Linked DNA regions of Pan troglodytes: region 2 is linked to region 1. Evidence: chromatin contacts called from public HiChIP or PLAC-seq data. All regions are on one chromosome and are shown on one strand. Each heading gives the region's core, a stretch centred on a gene start, on an enhancer-like site or on the middle of the called end of the contact. The rest is flanking DNA. Distances are from core to core; before and after follow the strand shown. Region 1 holds the start of VAPA (VAMP associated protein A). Region 2 holds the start of PPP4R1 (protein phosphatase 4 regulatory subunit 1).

Evidence for each region. HiChIP or PLAC-seq counts read pairs in DNA pulled down with a chosen protein or histone mark.
Region 2: a contact with region 1 is called in an H3K4me3 HiChIP or PLAC-seq map of stem cell-derived excitatory neurons, with 4 times the contacts expected there. The contact joins the promoter of PPP4R1 here to the promoter of VAPA in region 1. A contact is called at or near these places in 1 of 7 Hi-C or Micro-C datasets (stem cell-derived neural progenitor cells) and 1 of 1 datasets of contacts at active chromatin or transcription factors (stem cell-derived excitatory neurons).

Annotation. Positions count from the first base shown.
Region 1 is chr17:20,982,149-20,987,412 of NHGRI_mPanTro3-v2.0_pri, forward strand. VAPA (VAMP associated protein A) reads right to left here and starts at 1,904. Exons shown (of 7, transcript NM_001280235.1): 1 at 1,590-1,904. The coding sequence starts at 1,647. LOC129137842 (a long non-coding RNA gene) reads left to right here and starts at 2,041. Exons shown (of 2, transcript XR_010152020.1): 1 at 2,041-2,165; 2 at 2,592-2,992. It overlaps TXNDC2 (thioredoxin domain containing 2), which reads right to left. Exons shown (of 2, transcript XR_010152021.1): 2 at 3,831-5,264.
Region 2 is chr17:21,282,408-21,287,000 of NHGRI_mPanTro3-v2.0_pri, forward strand. PPP4R1 (protein phosphatase 4 regulatory subunit 1) reads left to right here and starts at 2,096. Exons shown (of 20, transcript XM_009433642.4): 1 at 2,096-2,296; 2 at 3,036-3,080. The coding sequence starts at 2,134. It overlaps LOC104003075 (a long non-coding RNA gene), which reads right to left and starts at 2,065. Exons shown (of 3, transcript XR_002940493.3): 1 at 1,980-2,065; 2 at 20-157.

The sequences.
Region 1 (5,264 bases), core at 654-3,153:
TAATTCCTCAAAGGTTTTCCCCCAGCTACAACTACGTAAAAATCACACAACTTACATAAACTTGCAATAAAATACATTCACTGAACCTTAAAACCAAATCCTTACCCAACAAGTAGCTCACTTACACTTCTATTCAAAGAAATTTGTAAACGCACTAAAAAGCTTGCAATGTAGTTATGCAATATTAATCTCATAATTCCAGAATATATTTTAAATTCCTAAAACTGAAGTTTTTCCTATGGAAAACAATGTAGTTGGTTTTCTCTTGGACTCAGCCTTACACAACAATAAAGGATTTAATTTTTTCTTTTAGCACTAGAATTGCTATACACCTCACAAAAATTGTTCTCATTCAACAACTGAAATACAAGACATAGACTTCCAAAACGGGACTCACTTTACACTTAACTAAAGATAGGAAGGAACCTACTTTCTATTAGATGTCCACACTCTTTCAGTATTCCTTAAGAACAAAGAAAAAAAATAAAAATCTGTACATTTTAACTCTCTTTCCTAAAGTACACTACACATTGACAAGGAAACGGACCAAAAGCCCCTGGGATTCTTCCAGGATCACCAAGTCAGACTAAAAACTTATCACCGGCAGTACTACAAAAACCTACAAAGTTCCAGAGCTGGGTGACACCTTATCAGCCTTCTCAGGATCTGTCGGAAACCGCAAACGTAAAAGCAAAAAAGTCACACGCACTGAAGGTTTCTCAGCAGAGGAGCTCAACTAAAGGGCTAAATAAAAGCACGCGGGTGGCACACTGAAATGTCGTAGAAGGCAGGAAGCCCCGCTACTATGAACCTACAACTCTCCGTTTGCAGCTGACGCATCGCTCCTGCCCGCACGCACCTGGGTCCGTGCCAACAGCACCGGGCAGCCCTCGCCAGGCACCTCCAAGGACTCTCCACCTCCCCGGCGCGTCCTACACCTGACGGCCGAGTTCTAAACCTGGCGGAAAGGTGACAAGCGACGCCCTCCGCGGAACCCGAGGGCCGGCTGCACCGAGCTCTCCCCGGGCCGGGGCAGGGGCCGGGGGGGCGGCTCTCACTCCCAAGGGGTCCCGCGCCGCGCCCTAGCCTCCCCGCGCCGCTGACAGCCGGGAGCGGGCGACAGACGCAGCTTGCGCCACCTCCAGAGCCCACTCCCCGCCGCAGCCCAGAGCGCACGCCCTCGGGTGCCCAGCCGCCCACGCCCCGCCGAAGCACGCCGTCGGCCTCTGGGGCCAAGGACGCGGGCCCAGGCGGACCGCGGCGCGGGCGGGACCGGACGCCCAGGAGGCGCCCCCGCGGGACCGCAAGATGGCGGCGGCGGCGGCGCCAGGGCCGGGCTCCCCTCCGCCTCGCCCCGGCCGGCGCGCGCACCGCAGCGCGGGCGGGCGGGAGGGGATGAAGCGGGCCGGAGCAAGGGGCAGGCCGGCCGAGGTGGCGGCAAGAAAGCAGCCGGGAAAGGGAAGGCGCCGGGGCGTGGGGGAGGGGGCGCTCCCTTGGGCCAGGGACGCCGACGTGCCCTCCGCGCCCCCCGCCGCCAGCCAGCCGTCCGCGCGCCCCACCCCACCCGGGGGTGTCCCCGTTCTGCCTACCTTTGAATTTGAGGTCTGTGGGCGGATCGAGGACCAGGATCTGCTCGTGCTTCGCCATGGCCCCTGAGGCGGACGCCATCGGAGAGACAGCGCAGAGCGGGGGCGCGCCCGCGGCGGCGGTTTGCTGACTGGGGGCGGGGGACGACGGCGGCGACGGCTCGGCCGAGCTCTAGGACGAGGCCAGGCTCGCGGCTCCCGAGCCCTAACGCCTGCCGCTGTGTCACCGGTTCGGTGGGCCACCCGCTGGGTCAGCAGCTCCGGGCCCCACAACTGACTCAACCCCACACCAGCCGCCACGGCCACGCGCACTGCGATCCTCGGCGACCCACGTGACGGCCTCTGCGTGCCTACGTGCGCGCCCCCGGCCGGGAGCTCCTAGCGCTTGTCCCGCCCTCCAGGCCTGCCTAGCGCGGCGCGGGGCTGCTGCGCCTGCGCGCTCGCGGCTTGCCGCGGCCCGGAGCGCAGCCCAGCTGTCAAGGGAACGGGTGTGGAAGGAGGCGGGGCAAAGGTCCACGGGACCGACGCGATGCGCAGCGCAGGGCTGGAAGCGCAGTCCTCTGTCACCTTGAGCTCCGAGTACGGAACTAGAGAAACTGCTCTGGCAGCGCATCACACTCTTCCAAGTGGGAATGCCCAGTGGAAGGGACAAGTAGTAGTAGGGAAGCGCCCACTCACTACAACTCCCGGCATGCCCCCTGCGGGGCGGGGCCTTCGCCGAGGGCCTGGCCCTTTGCGGCCCTGCGCGGTGCTTGCTGGGAACTGTAGTAACGGCTGTTTGTGGGTGGAAAGGAGAGCTAGGTCTGTTGGAGGCGAATGGGGTGGGGTTCGCGGACGCTAATTTTGGCTCTCAGAGCGCGTCTAGTTTGCGCTAAAAAAGAAAAAACTTGAAGACTGAAACGAGGCCCCAATGTTAGAAATATATTAATAAAATCTGCCCTGTGGAGAACAGGCGTGGGGGGATGTGTCCGTTTGCTCTAATTCTATCCAATCCTCTGTTGGCAGGGCTGCATTCCCCGTGGTATCCAATTCAGCCTCTCCTGCTTCCTGAGTTCTCTGCAGTGATGCAAAATCAGATAAGGAAACGCACCTCGTCTAGGAAGCAAGGGGAAATATGACAAAGCACACAGAAACTAGAAATAAAAGTCAAAAATCTACACCATCGAACCCAAATAATCTTCTTCAGTTTTAATGATGGACCCAAACCAAAACAGTTCTCACGTTCACATGTTAGAAACTAACTCCATCTGCATCACTTACGATAGGCTGTAGTAAACTGAACCAAATAAGAAAAATCCCAGCAGCAAACTTGCTGACAAAACTTTAGCCGATTGCCAGGGTAGTCCGGTACAGGAACGTCAAATGAAACCAATGTGCTGTAAATAAACCTTTATTGTATTTTGTGATACGGTTTGAATTTAAATCCCTAGGTAGCGCCACGAAACAAAAGACATATTGATGCTACTGCCATGGAGCAGCACAGTTTGTCTAGAAAATAAACGAGACGAAACAGTAGTCTAGAAGTAGGCACCAAATCCAAGTTTTCATGTGCGATCCAGGTATCAGGGTCCATCCAGGAACAGCCTGCTGGAATTGCTAGCCTGGCATTCACAGAAGATTGTGCCACCCAGGAGGAATGTGTTTTCAGCCCTGAAATTCCTGGGAGTGAGAGGTGAAGCCAGCTGGATTTCTGGGTTGGGTGGGGACTTGGAGAACTTTTCTTACAAGAGGATTGTAAAATGCACCAATCAGCACTCTGTAGCTAGCTAGAGTTTTGTAAAATGCACCAATCAGTGCTCTGTAAAAATGCACCTATCAGCACTCTGTAGGTAGCTAGAGGTTTGTAAAATGGACCAATCAGCACTCTGTAAAATGGACCAATCAGCAGGGCATGGGCAGGGACAAATAAGCCAATAAAAACTGGCCACCCCAGCCTGCAGGGGCAGCCTGCTTGGGTCCTTTTCCACATTGTGGAAGCTTTGTTCTTTTGCTCTTCACAATAAATCTTGCTGCTGCTCAGTCTTTGGGTTTGGGTTTGTGCCATCATTTCTTTCTTTCTTTTTTTTTTTTTTTTTTTTTGAGAGGGAGTCTCGCTCTGTCCCCCCAGGCTAGAGTGCAGTGGCATGATCTCAGCTCACTGCAAGCTCCGCCTCCCAGGTTCACGCCATTCTCCTGCCTCAGCCACCTGAGTAGCTGGGACTACAGGCGCCTGTCACCATGCCCAGCTAATTTTTTTATATTTTTAGTAGAGGTGGGGTTTCACCGTGTTAACCAGGATGGTCTCGATCTCCTGACCTCATGATTCACCCGCCTTGGCCTCCCAAAGTGCTGGGATTACAGGACTGACCTAGTGATCCACCCGCCTTGGCCTCCCAAAGTGTTGGGATTACAGGCATGAGCCACCACGCCTGGCCTGGGTTTGTGCCATCTTTAAGAGCTGTAACATTCACCGTGAAGGTCCGGGGCTTCATTTTTGAAGTCAGCAAGACCAGGAACCCACTGGAAGGAATCAACTCCGGATGCAGGAGGATAGAGTGCTTAAGTAGTTTGAAGCATATTCTAAATTTACCTTTACTGTGATTTCTTCCTATTCACAAAATTTATTTTGAGAAGTCAATTATCATTAAGGTAGAATACAAAAAAAATTGTTTATTAAAATGGGGGTTCAAGTTTTGTTTTTGTTTAAGAAAAAAAAAAAGCTAAAAGTGACAATCAGTCCGAAGGATAGTGTCCCACATAGGTTTAGTTGTGAATTGACAACCCTAAAGGCCCTCACAAACTCCAGTTTTTTGCCGGCCTAAGAACTCTCTTCCATGGGCCAGCTAGCCTAGGCTGATCCAGTCCCTCCATAGCGGGAAGCACACTTCTCTTACCGGAAACCATTTGGGAAGCCCCCATGTGCAAATAGTCAACTAGCAGAATAGCATGCAGAGGAAATTCCCAGTAACTCCCCTATGGGAGGATGAATGATCGCCCATTCACTATAGATTTAATGGGAAGCCTGAATTGGATGTATTCTAGTTTCCCAGTCTATATTATTAAGAAATCTCTGCCCATTTGAGTCATCTGTCATTGGAATCAACTGTTTTTTCGCTTCTCAATATTGCTTCAAAAATCATGTAGGTATAGTCTTAAAACATATAAGAATTTAAAATTCTAATATTCTAAGAATATGTGAAACATCTTGGGATTAATCCCCTATTCATATTTTAGAGCATTAGATTAATAATCACTGAGTCATTTTGAATCATCTACTTCACATCAAATTGTGCACTATTTAAGTGGTTTGTGCTTTGGTGTTTATTAGTACTTTTCTTCCAGCACTACAAACTTTACAAACATCATCACACCCTACTCAGAACAACTTCATGACAGTTGGCAAGTGCCGCTTTTGTTGTTAAATGTGGAAATGAAAACACAGATGACAGCATCTCATCTTAGTAATAGAGCTCAGCTATGGGCAGGGGACATTGCCCAATGTTCTATTCTGTGCATTTTTGCTCTTCCCAAAGCCGCAATAAAATGACAACCCACAGTGATCAAGGCAACAATTTAAAATGTCATTGACTTCTCTATTGTTTAACATTTAAGCTAGGAATAATGAACCATGTGACCTATGTTCATTTTGTTTGCTGTTTTTAGATTGGCTAATGCAGCACAGAAAGGCCTTAAAGTATT
Region 2 (4,593 bases), core at 846-3,345, 300 kb after region 1:
TGCAGGCCTTAGTACTTACATAGTTGGATGATGCTTTTAGAAAAATGACTTGGAACACTCCCCCTATATTTTACACATTTCAGTGGCAGAGCAGGATAACAATTCAGACTTCCTGTGTGTCTGACCACGGACAACACACAGCTCTGCCATCCATGAGCTGCATTGTAAGTGAAGCTGGGTTAAAGGTATGTAGAATAATGATTGCTATTATTTGTTTAAATATTATTTCTTAGAAGAAGGGGACAGAGTGCAGTTTGTAAACACTGGTTTAAAAACTCCTTTCTTTCAGAAAGGAGAGTGAGAGAAAGTGAAATGTAAAAAACACATACTTGTGCTGAACCATGAATGATACCGTCACTGAAATATCTAAAAACCATATTGCTTAAAGGCACTTCTTGCAATGTGTAATTCAGCTAAGATGATAATCAAATGCATAGCTCTTGAATACAGAAAAATGATACAGATCCTCCTCCTTTGCTGCCCTTCCCACAGAATACTGAGATAAAACTTACTGAGGCCTAGCTACCAAAGGCAGAATTAGTTGTTCCATATCCTAGGCTAGCATTTGGTACATAGTCCCTATTTTATCATGATTACTGAGAACTGTTAAGTCTAACTCAACTGTGTAGATCAAGACAGTTTTGTCTTAGTGCATCCAGCGGCTGAAGCACAGTTGGCACGCTGTAGATTTTGTGTTGTTGCGGTGAGACCACCAGTTAGAATAAAGAGCTGATTTGGGCCGGGTTTGGTGGCTCACACCTGTAATCCTGGCGCTTTGGGAGACCAAGGCCAGAGGATTGCTTGAGGGCAGGAGTTCAAGACCCACCTGGGCAACACAGTAGAACCACGTCCCTAAAAAATTTTAAAAATAAATTGGCCAGGTGGAGTGGCCTGTGCCTTTAGTTCCAGTTACTTGGGAGGCTGAGATGGGAGGATCTCTTGAGGCCAGGAGTTCGAGGTTACAGTGAGTCATGATTGTGCCACTGCACTCCAGCCTGGGCTACGTAAGGCAAGACTCTGGCTCTAAAAAAAATTTGCTTTTTAATGAAAAAAAAAAAAAAAGAGCTGATTTGGCTCTTTCTTCCCCCATTTACCCAGAATTGCTAAAGTGGTAGATACTGACAAGGTATCTTAGCAGGGCAGAAGTCTCATGGTTTGAGTCAGTTGGGACCAATTGCTGTTGATGTGAATTTCTAACTCCTTTGTCATTCTGAGTGTGTCAGCTGAATTCACATAAGGGCATTCACCAAGGGAGGAAGAGAAAGGCCTTTAGTTTTAATTATTTTATAGTTGAGAAAATTAGACACATACTCGGGGTTACGGGGTCTATTCTGATTTTTATTACTCCTAGAAATTTCATACAGATTATAATCTGTCTATCTTGTTAGTAATATCTGACTGATTTTTTTGGAATAGCTATGTGTAGAACCCATTTTATTACACAGATTTAGGAATCTCAGAGGATCTGATTCCTTAGTCTCTTAAATCTTCAGTGGCATTAAATGCCAACACATTGTCCTTGGTCAAGACTACAACGTAGAAAGGAACAAGCTAATTAACTACTTAGAATTCCCTCTCCTAAGAGACCACATCGCCAAAGTGGCACCATGACACAGCTTGGTGTTTTGTTGGTCACTTTAGGAGACCACCATTTTGGAGGCCTTGGGTGGAGCTGGAGATAGAGCCATGGAGGTAGAACCGTGTCGGAAAACCTGGGTTTAGCCCCATTTTGTACTTGGGCGTTTGAGCTAATCGCTTAAGTCACGTAAAACAACAAGACAAATAAAGTCTGGGATACAGACTTTAACACCTCAAGTGCTGCCAAAAGTATTTAGAAGACAAAGCGAATCATAGGCACCCTTCACCGAGCACCTCCTAGACATCAAGAACCATGCTAGGTTCCCTACATTCTTCATTTAATGCCAATAACCCCACGAAGCAGTTATCACCTTCATTCTACAAATGGGCCCCACTCCTACCAATTAACTGGCTGAATCAGGATCTGACCCCGGGCCTGCCAACGCTCCCGCTGGTGGATTGCCCGCCTTGTCAGCTCGAGTTGGCAGGACGTGGGAGTAAAAACCCGGCGCCCCAGCCTTCACCGTGCTGCACGAGGAAGCTGGCTAGGCAGGCATGACTTTGTCAGTCAACCATCCCGCAGCCGGGCCCTGGGCTTTGTTAGCAGCCACTTGGCGAGGGCCCCGGGCGGGTGGGAAGGCGGCGCTTCCTCCAAGAGGAGGTGGGACCCCGGCCCCGACGACCTCGGAGCCGCCCCCGGCCCCGGATCGCCGACGACGTACGTGCAGGCCTGGGGATGGGGCGCTGGCTGCGAGCGGCGCGCCCGCTGAGATGGCTGCGGCTGGCAGGGCGGTGGGCGAGGCCGGTGACCCAATAAAGCGGCCGGGCCGCGGGAGGCCCCGCCCGGCCGGGTTCCGGCACTCGCCGCAGGGTCCCGGCCGGCGGCAGGTTGCGCGCCCCCGTCCGCAGCGCTCGGCGTGAGGGCGGCTCGGGAGGAGGGTGTGAGCGCGCGTCGCCGGGCCGGGGCCCGGCAAGGAGCGGGAAAGGCGGGAGGCGGGAGCGCCGGTCGCCCGGGAGCCGCGCGGAGGGGCAGGCGGGGCGGGGCGCGGCCGGGGGCCCGGGCGGCCGGGAGCCGCGCCGCCCGCGGCAGGCCCGGGCCCTCGGCCCGCCCCGCGCGCGCGCCCCCGCCAGCCCGGCCCTCCTCCTCCCCGCCGCCCCTCCCGCGCGCGTCCACCGGCTCCCCGGCTCGCGCCGCTCCATGTAGCCCCGGATCCCCGGGCGGCCGCGGAGGAGGGGGCGACCACAAGATGGCGGGTACGTGGCCCCCTGTTCTCCGGGCGGCGGCGGCTCCTCGAGCCCACCCGCCCTCCGCCGCAGCCCTGAGTGGCTGCCGGGCCGGGGCCGGCGTGGGGTCCCGGCGCGGGAAGGCGCCCCCGGGGCGGGGGGGGCGGGCGGGGGGGGCGTCGCGCCGGGCCCCGGGGCGCTGACCGGGCCTTTCTTCTCTCCCCTCGGCGCAGACCTCTCGCTGCTTCAGGAGGACCTGCAGGAGGACGCAGACGGATGTGAGTGGCCCGGCCTCGCGGTGGCCTGGCACTCCGCGGGGAGCGGCCGGGGAGGGCGGGCGGCGGCGAGGCCTGGGCCGGGCCCTGGCTGGCTGAGGGGACGGTGGGCGAGGGCGGCCCCAGGCGGGCTGGGGTGGCGATCTGGAGGGAAAATCTCGCGTCCGTGAGGAAACGGCGCGCCCAGGTTCCGCTGGGGGAGGGAGACGCCCGGAGTAACGCCCAAGTTCGCTTTCCGCCCTTCGCTCTCTTCTCCCGGCGCCCCCGAATCGCCTGCGGGCTCAGCAGTGGCGCGGCTGTTTTGGAAGAAGCGGTGGGGCAGGATTTGAAGTGGGGTTTGCGTGTGTTTCTGCCCCTGGTGTCCCCTTCCCCCGTCACTCTAGGAAGGAAGAGGCTCGCGCGGGAGGTGTGTTTCCTTAGAGTCGCCCTTCCAGGAGCGCCCGGGGGGCAGCCTGGGCCCCGGCTAGCCGTCTGGGCTCCCCGACCCGGTTTTGGATTGTTTGAGGATGACATACCTGTCATTTTACTTTGGCTGGTAGCAGTTTTTAGATTGCTCCCGATTTGATTAGTGGATTACGAGAAGGTTAGAAGGTGTGGCCTCCTCAGGAATTACTAGGTTTGGAGAGCATATTTCTTTAATGCGGATGTTCAGAAATCACCCAGCCCTCCTTCAGTGTTAACAGTGCAGCTTTCCTTTGAGGTACTGAAGTTTTTAAAGAGTTGACGCTTTTATTTTTAAAAAGACAAAGTTTCTGACATTTGCTGATGGCGACGGAATTGATATTTAGAAAGGAATTTTTCGTCTTATGTGTACTTTTCTAAGCCTCAGAAAATAATTTGGGTCACGATAGAAAAGACAAAAGAGTTAAGCAGGTTTGTATTGAAAGAAGTGACCAATTGCAGTTAACTTAAAATAGTTTCTATTCACGCTAATCTTCCAAAATAGTGACCCATCAAAAAATCAATAGGTTTTGAGATGCATTTTAAAAATGAAGAGTGTGCCAAATATATAAGCGAAGATCATGGGATACATAAGGGACCAAGAAATTGTTCTGAGTTGAGATGATAACCATAGTAGGATTGTGGTCTGTTTAGTGGAAAGCCTACTGGATGCTGAGATTGACTGTCTAATACCTGTATAAGTAATTTCAGAGATGGCTGCAGTTTGAAATTACTCTTTTAAATACTCTGTAGTTAATCCTTAGCATTGTCTAATGTGGTTCCCTTACTCAGAGTAAACTTAATTTTTAGATTCCTGGTTGTTTTGAGTAAAGTAAGGGGGATTTACTATTTAGATGGATTATCTGAAACGAATAATTTATCTTTAAAGTAAATGAACCACATCCAAACTTTTGCTAAGTCTGTGTTTTTAGTGAGGTGGCTCAAAACAGCTCTCTTAAAGGGAGCAGTACTCATGTAGTGAAGGGCAGCTTTAACATTTTATTTAATGTTTACCTTAAGCCACTTATCTGCCTAATAGTAAGTTTGAGATATTATTTAAGGCAGCTGTTGATTT